Linked DNA regions of Gossypium hirsutum: region 2 is linked to region 1. A link is a contact called in public Hi-C data. All regions are on one chromosome and are shown on one strand. Each heading gives the region's core, a stretch centred on a gene start, on an enhancer-like site or on the middle of the called end of the contact. The rest is flanking DNA. Distances are from core to core; before and after follow the strand shown.

Region 1 (6,782 bases), core at 3,075-5,574:
CACCAAGGATGTCGTCATCTGCCATGTCACTAGGCCATGATGTTTGTGATGGAAAACAGTAAAAATGTTTGTTTTGTCACTTTTCGAAAGTTGAGTGACTGAAATGAAACCTAGGTGACTGGTTTGTCAACTACGCCAAAGTTGAGTGACTATTGGTGTAATTTACCATTTTTATAATTTTTATAAGCAAAAATATTTGGTACACTGCCAATGAAGTTTTTAAAGTCCATAAGTAGGGTCAAGGGGTTGACAAATGTCCTACAAAAGTATTATAAAATATTACAGAGTAAATATTTAAAAAAAAAGACACCTGGCAATATTTTAAGATTGGTTATGAAATAAAAAAATACTGCTAATGTATTAAATACTAACTCCTTTTTTATATAATATTTTATAATTCTAGAACAAATAGATACCTAGATTCAAATAGAATTAAACAATCTTTTGTCCAAATTCATTACATACTTATTTTTAAAATATTTTTAATTATTTTATTTTATTTTATTTTATTTTATTTGATATAGCATTGCCAAATCACCCACTTATATGTCGAACCCCATCATCATTACCATTAAATACTAATGGTTAAAATCAGTAAAAATACATATTTAACCGGGGCATAGTTGAAATAGGTGAGTTATTTTAATTTATTGTTTATAAAGAGAAATTCATAACCACCAAACTCTACTTGAAAGAGCTGTATTAAAAAACTTTATATTACACTTCCACTTATCTTAATATAAAGCAATAAATTTTGCTCTTTGGCGATTATTTTTGAGGTGCATGAAAACGCGTCAGTTCTCTTATAACAAAATGTGGCTTTGCGTTCAGTCCTCTTCCTGGAAATTGTAGGCTGAAGTAACCGCGTTTAAAGTCTTCGCTTTTCTTGATTTGGTTTCCCTATTATTGATTATTAATAATTAGGAAATAAAATACAAAAGACTTAGGTCTTAAGAAAGGAAATGGCAGGCCCAGCAAAGATGTAATCAATCATTCCCCACGCTGTACATCCCTCGTCACCACAGCACATAAAAGGCACAATCAAGCCAAGCCAGGCCTTGCACTTTCCTCTTTTGTTTGTTATTGTTCATCTAAGTCCAAGGAGCGGTAGCTGCAAGGTTATGGGGAAGAAGCTAGACGCGTTGCTTGGAAGAGGGTTCAAGCCCTACAAGTTGAAATCACTTATTAGTGTTGCCCTTTCTCGTCTTTCCGTTTTCAAGAATCGGCGTCAGATTCGCAGCAACCAAGCTCGCTCTGATGTTGTGGAGCTCCTTCAGCTCGGCCACCATGATCGTGCTCTTCTTAGAGTAACTATGCTTTATTTATTTACTGTATCCTATATATTGTGTGAATATTTATTTATTTGGAGCTAAACTTTTGGTTTTGTTTGGATAGGCGGAGCAGGTGGTGAAGGAGCAAAACATGTTGGACGTGTTTGTTATCCTGGAAGGGTATTGTAATCTCCTCATTGAAAGACTCCATCTCATTGAGGAAGACAGGTTTGTAATTTCTTCCATCATTTCTTTTTCTTTTTCTTTTTCTTTTTCAGTTTTATTGATAACCCTGAGTTATATTTGATCTGCAGAGAATGCCCTGATGAGCTGAAGGAGGCAATATGTGGCTTGCTCTTTGCATCTTCAAGGTGTGGAGATTTTCCCGAGCTTCAAGAGATTCGTGCAATCTTCACGTCTCGCTATGGCAAAGAATTCGTTGCTCGTGCCATTGAGTTGCGCAACAATTGTGGAGTCAACACTAAGGTAATCTTGATTTCAAACTTGTCTACGTTAAATACAAATAGGAATAGTAATGAAATTTGCTATAAGGTTAATCTTCGGCTCCACAGATTATACAGAAACTCTCAACCAAACAACCAGACTTGCAGAGCAGATGGAATGTGCTCAATGAGATTGCTGCTGAGCATAGCATTGCCCTACAACTCCGTGAAACCTCTGTTTCCGCTACCCAGGTACGCAATTTATGACAGAAACATACAGAGAGATTAACTCATAAATTGCTAGTAATGTTATCAATGCAGGAAAATTTGGACGGAAGCAAGAATCATAGCCAGCCCAAGTTAGGCACAATAGGTAAGGCAAGTAACCATGCAGTCCTAGGAGATGACAACGAGTTCTCTGATTCAACAAAAGCAAGGAAAAAATATAAGGATGTAGCTGATGCCGCTCAAGCAGCCTTTGAGTCTGCTGCAAATGCGGCCACAGCAGCAAGAGCAGCCGTGGAACTCTCTCGTTCTGATTTCCATGATCCTGATGATGATGATCATGATGATGATCAAAACAGTCCCAATAGTCAAAGAAAAAGAGTGCTTGAGAGAGAGGAACCAAATTCTGAAGATAAAGAAACTCAACAAGGCAATCAAGCAGAGGACTTGAAACAGACACCAGAAATCAAGATTTCGAGCCCTTCTTCAAGTAAAGATTCATCACAAGGAAACCTGGACATTAGGACAATGTCGTTGGATGAAGTGGACCCTATCAAGCTATTGGAAAAGGAAGTAGCCATTCATGAGAGCGACGATGAGAATTACGATTCCCATGATTCCAGTTTTCATATGAACACAAGCATGTTTAAAGTCAAGGTCCAAGATGAAGATGAGAATTACGAGTACACAGAGAAAACTGCACTGATGTTTCAGAACTCATCTGATAAGCAAATCCCCTCAAGCCTTCGTGCTGGCTTGAAGGTGGAGGCTGTACCCGAAATCCCCACAGAACATGTGGCTCAAAGTTCTGGGACGAAAGGTAAACGACCCTTTACCATGAATAAGGCGCCGTTTTCTGTAAGGACTAGACAAGTTCGTGGCTGCTGCGGGGCATCAGTATACTGATTTCATTTTGAAGTTTGGCGAGTTGCATTATGGTATCAGTCGGGTCTATAAGTTTGTTTGTTTGTTTCCCCTTGTTTGTTTATTTTCTTGAGACGTAAACTCGATGTTAACATTTTTGGAATTATTTTCGAAGAAAAATATGTTGGAAAACAAGTCGAAGTTCCCAAACATAATTATACTACCTTGCCTTAGCATGCAAGTACGTATCATCCTGCAAGGAAAAAACCAGAATGCAACACAACTTGCATAGGCTTAATGACTACACACAAGAGAAATCGTGGAACCAAAATAAGGGACTCATGGTTATGTGAGTGCATTAAATATAAATCCCCAAAAGGGGAAGAAGATGAAATTAAGTTGCAATATTGAACAAGAAGATGAAATATTGTCCTTTTAGCAGAAACATTATTTCATTTATCTTCAATCAGTACAAGTTAAAGACACCTAGGCAAATGCATGTTTGCATCTACCTCCACAGGCTACCCAAACTAAATAGATTTTCCTCGACAATGCTTTGGCTGGTAAAATTATACAAAGCTAAGGTAATTCTATAAAAACTAGCATCAAATTCGTATACCATCTACATCAATGACATGTAATGATCATGAAAAAAAACTAACTTGGTAAAGATTCATATCTAACAAGGATGAAAAATCTACAAATATGTGGATCACTAGGGAAATACCAACAATTCAGCAGTGTTTGTTATCGTATTAAAACCAACAATTCATATCTTAGTTCAGAGCTAAGAGGTTTCAAACCAAACATTCTCAAATTCAGTTGATTAACCGAGGCCATTTTGCATAGCTAAGACAAAAAAAAATTATATAAAGAAATGCACATCTAGCTCTGGGCAAGGTTGCCACCACTTTGCTGCCATAGATTGATGATATCAGTGGCCTGATTGAGAAGGATAATCATCTTCTTCTGAGAAATCCAAGGCTTACTTTCTAGAGTGGCCTTGAGCTCTTCCCAGGCATCTTTCCTTGGCCAGAAGAAATATGGACTTAGAGGAACAGTGCCGTGGCCCGGTATGACTTGATCAAGGGCAAGCCCGATGTTCTTTTCCATCCATATGAATTTCAAAACCAGTCTTGGCTTTCCAACTTGCTTGACCACCACCTCAGGTTTCTGAGGAATGATGAAGTCGGATGGTGTTTCAGTCTCAGTGACAGCTTCCGTGGCAGCCGAAGCAGTTAGTGTTGGAGTTTTGATTGTTTTCTTCAAAATGGGATTTTTGTTAAGGCAAAAGGGGGTGTTAAAGGATTTCTGATAACGAAAGGAATGACAAGTGAAAGTAGTATGGAGTGTAGATGAAGTAGCCATGGATAACATTTTGTATTGCAGAATGAGAGAGAGATGTGACGATGCGAGTCTTAAAAGCTGCTTTGTGGAGAAAGGATAAGGGATATGGGGCAATGGTAGGAATAGGAGGACATTGGCTTGGATTGGATCCTATGTTTTAATTATACTCGGTTTGCTCCTTTAACCTCTTAGCTCTATACTTTGATATAATTTCTTCTTCAAATTTCTTTTTAATTTGTTATTAACATATATGTATGTCTTAACCAAATGAGCGCTCTATATTATGTTATAATACGATACATCTGTTCATGGGTCGGTTATTCATTTAAGCCCAAAGTTCTGTTTAAAATTTAGGAGGATTTAGACAAAAATAATAAGTCTAAAAAATGAGCTTAAATAAAAAAATTAATTCCGTTTAAAATATGGGTCAGACTTGGGCTTTAAACATTCAAAAGCCTAACCTGACTCGGCTCGATCCGTTTTAAGTTTATAATATTTATATTATGTTATTTTTATATATTATGAAATTTAGAACTCAATAAAAAAAATAAACCTATACTCTAATGTAAATATTAAAATAATGTTAAGGTGACTATATAAAAAATTCAATAAATAAAAAAATGTATAAAATTATTAAATATTAAAATAATATAATATAAGTTTTTTTAAATTAAAAAAATAATATGGACGAGTCTAAAATAAGTTTGGGTTAGTCTTTTACAAATATGGACGGGTTTGAGCAAAATTTTAAATTCAAATTTTTGGTCAAACTGAACTTAAACAAATATAAAATATATTAATATTACGCTTAAACTGGAGATAACCTACCAATAAACTCCTCTAAATACAAGTTATGGTGCTCATAAATTACATTACTTATTATCTTAAATTAACGCCATTTATTTTAATAAAGAAACATATCGGTATGCTTGTTTATGTTTAAACTTTAATTTCAATATAGTGGAACCCAATTTTGATATATGCAGGTGAATTTTATATTATTTAAACTTATACTTATATTTAAATATTTTATTGAGTTAGTGTTATTTTTAATTGTTCACCAATTTAATTATTAAATTATAAAAATATTTAAAAAAAGGATATAATTAATATTGTCGAAACTATTTTTTTAGAAAACGGGGTCGACTTTGATTTTGAAAATGAAAACAAACAATGGGAGTCGCCACCAATCCTTTTTTATGAGGTGTGATCGGGTCACCTTAAATTAATCATTTTAATAAAAGTTAAGATTTACTAAAACGATAATTTTTGGTCTACGAGAATCAAAAAATGAGTTCGGGAGTTGGTTACGTACGAGGAAGGATTAGCACCCTCGTGATGCCCAAAAATTGGTACCTAGTTGATTAATTAGTGTCTTAGTGTCGAAACTTTGAAAACTTGAAAGACTTTAAAATACGATCCCTCTTTTTGTAGAAACACTTGAATGTTAAAGATCTTCTCGTCTCGAAATAATAAAATGTCACATCCAGTAAGTTGGGACACAACATCTTGAATTTTCGAGAACGAGCTTGCCTTTTATTTAAAATTTGTGTATTTTAACCTATTAAAAGGGTATCCGATTATTTAGAGTAAACGAGAAAAATCGAAACCCAGTAAGTTAGGGCACGATATCTTGAATTTCTAAATATCGAATATTACCTTTGTTTGCAAAAATCTTATCTCGGGGTATCAAGATATCATATCCAATAAGTTAGGACACAACACATCGTATCTCCGAGAATAAGTATTTTATTCAAAACTCGTGTTGTGATTTTAAAAGAATATTTCATTATTTTAGATTAAATAAGAAAAATCGAAATCTAGTAAGTTAGGGCACGATTTTTTGGAATTTCTAAATATGGAATATTGCTTTTATGAAAAAATTATTTTAATGTATCGAGAAAAAATATGACGTGATTTATAGTGAAATATAAAAGCAAATTATGGTACTAATACGTATAATAGCATGATAATAGGTGCGACAATATCAATAACAATAATATGAGCAATTATAAAAAGATGAAATAAAAGCAAGGCTAGTAATAAAAATAAAATAAAACAAATGCATAAAGAAAATGAAATAAGCAAATATATAAGTACATAAATAAATATATATATATATAAAACATGACAAAATAAAAATGACAATGATAACAAAAACGATAGTAATAATAATATTGATAATAATACTAATGATAATAATAAGAGTAATAATAAGAATATTAATATTAGTATTAATAATAATGATAATAATAATAGAAAATAAAAATAAAATAATATAGTAATAGTAATAAAAAAATATAATAATAATAATAGTAATTTAATACAATAGTAATAATAATAAAAGGGTGATAATAATATATTAAATAGTAAAATAAATAATAGTAACAGCAATTTAAAAAAGATAATAGTAATAATAAAATAAAAAATAACAATAATACATTATTAATAATAAAATCAGGAATAATAATAACAACAATAGTATAAAAAAAATTAGTAATAACGATCATAGTGATAATAATACAAAGTTACTAACATAATAATAGCAAATAAGTGAGCATGAAAACATAAATATAATTATAGTAACAATAATATTAAACTAGTTAATGAAATAGCAAAAAGAATAAAAAGG
Region 2 (6,529 bases), core at 1,984-4,483, 530 kb after region 1:
ATAAACTCTCCTTTTTGTTTGTTTTGAATAACGCCAATTGGAACTCCTCCTGTCAAATAGTAATACAAATAAAAGTTAAATACTACAAATATGAGAGGGAAAGAACCAACTCAAGATGAGGAGTGATCACCAAGCCAAAAAACTTGGCAAACATAACAAAAGATATCAATTATATAACAAAACGGGAACTATGAAAAAACAAAGACCTTGTTGATCAGCTCATCATCTATAACAGCATTGCTTATCTTCTTGAAATGCTCATAAAGTGCTTCTATTTCACTTACACTAACTGCATAAAGATGAACAAAAAGCAAATTTCAGTAGAATGACTCGAGAACTAAAATAACACAGGCAAAGACTGAACAAAAGTTAAATCAAGCAAAATCATTGAATTTATCAAATAAGCAATATAGGATAATATTTAAAAAGAAAAGAAAAAATGATAACATACAAATGGCCTCTCTTGCAAGAAGTTCAGGATCAACAAGACCTCTTGATTGCTTGCACAAATCATTATCACATCATTGCAGCACTGAAGCAAATAAATGCTTCAATCCTTCTACGCACTGCAACATGATATTCTCTTCACATCAATACACTCCATACCTAGGCAATAGCAAAAGAGACCAAAAATCTCATTCACGTCATTCTTTCCATAAACTTGATCATTCTAAAAGCAAACAATAGGACTAACCTTTTAACCATTTCTTGATTCTGCTGACTGAAGACCAAATATTGGAATTGGAATCTGATAAAGCCGGAGACCTCAAACTCAAAACGAAATCAGTTCTTATAATCAAACCATGATCTTAACCTTTTAACCTACTTGAATTTTCTTTTGTCCTAACAAATTTAAAAGCATTCCATAAGTGTTTCCCCTTCCTTATTTTTTGTGCATCGAGGAGCACATAAAGAATTAACTCCTCCATGTCTATTTCTCATACATGAGAGATCAACAAAATACAATCAGACAACACATACAACACTATTCATCATGAATCAAGAAACGCAAAGGAGAGGATAAAAATAAATAATCCTACCAAACAAAGAATTAACCATTTCATCCATTTTACAAAATTAAGGGTGATCACAAATCACCCATCTTTGCTAACATCCATTCCAGCATTGTAGTATAGAACATACAATCTAATAAAAAGTAGTTCAAAATCAAATATACATAAAATCAAACAGATCAAAAGGCCCAATTCAAACACAAAATCATTAACTCCATCACAAATTGAACCTAATCAAGATCCCATCTAATCAATTCCACAAAAAATAAAATTCATTTTAAAAAATATACAAACAAACCAAATTGCCAACTTAATAGATCTATTGAAGCGTAGGAATTAATTAAAACTACCTACTTTAATCTCACATCGATTCAAAAAGGTTTCTTTTCAATTATTATTGGGGAACAACCAGAGGGAAAAACAAATATATGAAAACAAAAATGTTATTACATTTTGCTAAGAAGCAAGCAAACAAATCATATAATTCCAGAACCGTTCTCAATTTCTCATTATTTCCCATAGTTAATTGTCTCACCGTCTATTTTGACAATTGAGTTTGGAACTTGAATCGACTGGTTTCGCTTGAACTGGCAAGTCGCTGAAGGGAAATAGACGAAAAAATTGAAGAGAAAAAATCACCAAATTGTTGAGAGTTTCATTTCTAAAAAGACTAAAAATGGCTAGGGCTTTTTTCTTTTTGTCAACGAAATTACTGCTGGTTGTTTTTTATACAGAAATGAATCCTGGGTCAGGGACGTAATGAAGGGAAGGGGAAGGAGAAGGAGAGAGCGTTTAGAAAGTTCTGATGCTGGGATTTTCCCCAAAAAAGACCTCATTTTCTTATGTTTTGTAAAATGTTTTACAGTGGAAAATCATTTTTAGCCAAACAAACACAGGATAAGGCTAAAAAGCTTTTACGAAAAAGTTTTTACAGGAAAACAAACGGAGCCTTAATGTTGCTAGTAAAATTAATATTACATGCTGGAAAATTACTAATAATCTTTTGCCTACTCTTGGTAATATTGTGATTCGGAGAGTGGCAGTGGTGAGTTGCTACCCTGTCTGTCGTGGAGCTAAGGATTCAGTTGAGCATTTGTTTCGAGAGTGTCCAGTCACAGTCCAAGTTCTGCAAGAATTGAAGGTGCCATTTTCCTCCAACAATGAAAATAATTGGAAACACTGGTTAGCTAAAGAATTCATAAACAGTACGTTGGAGACATGCATAGTATGGTTGGTCACTTTCTGGGCACTATGGTTTACCATAATCGAAACAGTATCTACCATGAAGTAGTTAACCGAAATGTGAAAGGGGTAGTAGTGTTTGTAAAGACAAACATGCACGAGTTGGAGAGTTTGGAATTTGCATTACCACAATTTCAACAATCACATAATATCACATGGGAACTGCCAGTTGGGGATACAATGAAAGTAATTTTTGACACCACATTCCATCAATAAATAAAGAAGGCAACAACTGGCATATTAGTTAGAAACAATGAGGGATTAGTGATTGTGGCGTGTACTTACCCGTATGAAAATATGGCAATTCGACAGCGGCAAAGGCAAGGGCGTGTCTCAGAGCTGTAATTTTTATGGAGGAGTTAGGGTTTCAAGAGGTAGTGGTCAAGGGGAATGCCTTGGCTGTTATAAAGAAACTAAGGGCTCTTGAGGAAGACAAATCGACCATTAGTGTTTTGGTAAAAGAGATTAAATTTAGGCCTGATAATTTTGAGTCAATGGAGTTTAGATTCATACCTCATCAAAGGAATCGTGCAGCTCATTTGCTAGCAGAGGAGGGAAAGAGATTCGGGGATCCTCGATTTTGGATAGAGGAAGCTCCAAGAACGGTGGAAGTAGAGGTAGAAAAGGATCGAAGGGTCATGCAAGGTAGGGATTGAATTAGGTTTTTTTACGTCGAAGGAATGATTATCTTTGGGACTCCGATGTGGTCAAATTTGAAGGAGCGAGATGGGAGAAATCGTCAAGATGCCATAGTCACTGGGAATGGAGAGATCAGATGCTTGATTAGCTGGTTGACACAGAATGAAGGCAAAAGCAGATTGAATTCATGTTGTTTAACTCAATAAGGAAAGATTTGTATCTGATTTGAAAAGAAGAAATAAATAAATTTAGTAATAAAGAAGTGAAAAACAGTAAAAGAAGAAATTTAAGAACAAACAACAAATAATAATAATATATAAAAAAAATAAATAGATGAAGTTTAAAAGTGAAAGATGGAACGATAGCAATGAAGGATAGAAAGATAGAAGTTCAATTGAACTCATTGAGATATAAATTTAACAAATTCATTTAATAGCTCTAATTAATCCTTCAAGAAATAATTCTGTTAAAGATGAAAAATAAATTCTCACGACTGCTTGAAGAAAATCGAGAAAAAACTATTTCTAAAAATTACGAAAGAAATCTTACTCAAAAAAATAAACTCTCCCAAAGTTGAAAACTTTGATTAATGAACACAATTGTGTCTTTAATGAATAATGAAGAAGTCTTTATATAGGCTAGTTAAGTATATCTAAATAAAACTCTAATTAATTTAAACAACAAATAATTTTAAACAAAACTTTATTCTTAATATAAAACTCCTAAATAACTTTAAATACTTAATAATTATAAAATATTCAAAATAAAAATAATAATAAAATAATAAGCCTAAAACTCAAATCCAATATAAAACACCTAAGCTTGTGGGATTGATTAGGGTCCTTGAAGTGAAATGTCTAAATTTGTTAACATTCTCCATATAAGCTTATTATCATAGATTGAGAATTTAGACCCATGAACAAAATTAATCTCTTCTAATTAATCATTATTCCAAAATTCACCATCTTAAAGCTTCAACTCTTTTTCTCAAATTTTTTTAATAATAAAATCTTAAAAGAATAAGTTAAAGTTTAACTTTAATTACTTAAATTTGGATCTCATTATTAAATCTTGAGAGAAACTAAACACATCTCTATTATGACCTTTAAATTGGACCGAAATTTCGTAAAAGGTCGTTTCATCTTTCAAAGTTTTAGGCTGTGGTTTTGTTTGTTTTCAAGTTGTCTAGTTTTGGTTTTTTGTTGTTTTTTTCTTCTTCCCAGAACAACCATTATGGCACCGTTCCTGATAGCCAGTCGTTGCAACGGTTAGTGGATGTAACAGCTCTTCTATTTTTTTACTTAATAATCACCAGCAGGTTTATTTCAGAAATTTATATATATTTTTAACACTTAGAATTAATTAAAATCTAAATCTAAAGTTGAATTATCCAAACATTTAATTTAGATTAATTAAAAATCTTCAAATTTTAATATTTTAATTCCCAACTAAAATTTTGAAATCCAAATTCTACTTTCTTATCCTGGTAATTTTTTAAATTTTATTAAAATTTGTATAGTTTTTTTTATAAACTTCTACAACTTTTTTTTAAAATTGTTAATATTTTTTATAGCTTTTTAGAAACTTTTAATTTATATATATTTGATTTTTTTAGATTTATTAAAATTTTATATACTTAAAAAAATTCAAAAGTTGGTATGAAATGCCACATCATCTACAAAAAAAGACTAAACTATTTGAACAAAAATTCAAAAAGCCAGTCGATAAATTCAATGAGTTTTGAGAGAGATAATGGCATTAACTATATAAGTTCCAAACATAACATGTCCCAAGGCAAAAACAGAAAAGAGAGAAGTATTTTACATTTCACTAGAACTTGGCTTCAACAACCCAACCCAACCCAGCTCAGCTCACACAAATAGAAATCTCATGTCTGCCTCCGTCAATTTTCCTAGAGCCTCTGTGGAGCCACCCACCGTCCTACACAACACCACAACACATTAAACATTCAAATTACTCCTTCAAATTTAACCAAAAACTAATTAAACTCTTACCCTTCAAACACTAATTCCTTCTTTTCTTGCAGCTTTAATATCCTCTCCTCTATTGTGTTCTCAATAACAAACCTCACAATCCTAACATCACACCAAAAAAGATGCAATTAGTCTCATTAACTCAAACCAGTCTTAACATTTTTGTTATAAATTAACTTCCAATCACAACCCAACCTTATTGGTTTACATTGCCCTATTCGGTGTATCCTATCTTGTGCTTGGCGCTCCACAGCTGGGTTCCACCAAGGGTCCATCAAGAAAACCTAATCAGGTCCAAAGTCTACCATTTTAAGCCTTTAGGAAAAAGAAATGTACACAAAGGAATAGCCAATTTAACCTAAACACTACAGCATTCATTTTAGATAAGGAAACGTTTAATTGCAAAATTTAAAACAAAATGTAATCCCAATAAGAGAGAGTAATGCCATAAATCCTTTTTTTTGCAAATGGATCCCAAAAGATATCAGAGATTAAACCAAACAAGAATTCAATAAGATATTGCTTACATGTGATGCAACTGTGAGATTAAGGGCAACACCTCCAGCTTTCAAACTCATGAGAAATATCTTGCAATCTGGATCCTCAGTAAAACTCTTAATTGCAGCATCTCTCGCAGCCAAGGACATGCTCCCTACTAGTTGAACACATTTTATGCTGGACTGCAAAAGAGGCCAATCTATTATGATAGCATCTTTTCTTATCTGCACAAAGAAACCATGACAGAATTTGTTTCGTTTCTCATTTTAGAGACCTTATGAAGGGAGTATTTTATGAGATCCAAGAAAGATGTGAATTGGCTGAAAACAATTCCCTTCGCAGAACCATCTCTTTCCACCATGAATCTGATTTCTTCCCTCTAAAATTATGAAAACTCTGTTAGCAGAGAGGATCAAGAGATAAACAGTGAACAATATGAATATGCCATGCAATAGAGGCAAATTTGCCACAGGTCATAATAATCATCACTCAACAGTGAAAGTAATAACACTAATACTGTCAATAACGTTCTGTCATTTATCTTTGTTATCATCCACTTATATTGACAAAGAAATGCAGCTGCTGCTAATTTCTATTATGAATAGCACTGCTGTGAATTTAAAAGGTGACACAAAATTACTGCAGCATTACACATGACAATATTGAAGTTCAAAATACCAAGTTTTACGACTTTGATAGAAACATAGTTTACAAATAAAGACACTGCTAGTCATTGGGGTTTACATAAGAATTTACTATATGAAGAACAAGCCAAATGGGAACTCCAAGCAGGCTATCAGAGGAAATTTCTAACCACATTAATAAGAAGTTTCTGCTAAACTGTCCAGTAAAGTCATGCCAATAATGATAAAGGAGAGATATCTAATAGCCATTAATGACATAATGCAAACCATGGTTGTGTATATAGTACAGATGTTATCCTCTCAAAATAGTCTAGCAACTTTTTAGCAATTAATGAATCCCAGTAAGTCATACCAAAGCCTCTATTTAGTGCTCGTCTGAAAATCATTTAATTGAATTCTGTTCAGAATACTTGAGGATTTAAACCCCTTCAGTGTTGTTTTGCTAGATTGCCCTCCATCTGCATTCGTAGTCAGATCAACAGTAAGTAATCTTGAGCAT

The links. Hi-C and Micro-C count contacts between places; a contact is called where the count stands out from the background.
Region 2: a Hi-C map of leaf shows a contact between it and region 1, with 4 times the contacts expected there. The contact joins the promoter of LOC107887152 here to the promoter of LOC121203073 in region 1. A contact is called at or near these places in 4 of 34 Hi-C or Micro-C datasets (all in leaf).

Annotation. Positions count from the first base shown.
Region 1 is chrA03:56,116,170-56,122,951 of Gossypium_hirsutum_v2.1, forward strand. It overlaps LOC121203073 (30S ribosomal protein 3, chloroplastic), which reads right to left and starts at 4,325. Exons shown (of 1, transcript XM_041099147.1): 1 at 3,528-4,325. The coding sequence starts at 4,180. The coding sequence ends at 3,689. It overlaps LOC107887168, which reads left to right and starts at 772. Exons shown (of 5, transcript XM_016811331.2): 1 at 772-1,307; 2 at 1,396-1,499; 3 at 1,586-1,757; 4 at 1,844-1,966; 5 at 2,036-2,998. The coding sequence starts at 1,122. The coding sequence ends at 2,845.
Region 2 is chrA03:56,652,205-56,658,733 of Gossypium_hirsutum_v2.1, forward strand. LOC107887152 (calcineurin B-like protein 2) reads right to left here and starts at 3,234. Exons shown (of 9, transcript XM_041103838.1): 1 at 2,769-3,234; 2 at 2,541-2,594; 3 at 2,025-2,165; 4 at 695-1,611; 5 at 448-606; 6 at 207-289; 7 at 1-49. The coding sequence starts at 514. LOC107887153 (DNA repair protein RAD16) reads right to left here. Exons shown (of 17, transcript XM_016811307.2): 11 at 6,396-6,529; 12 at 6,383-6,393; 13 at 5,661-5,765; 14 at 5,416-5,568; 15 at 5,084-5,172; 16 at 4,910-4,990; 17 at 4,620-4,835. The coding sequence ends at 4,766.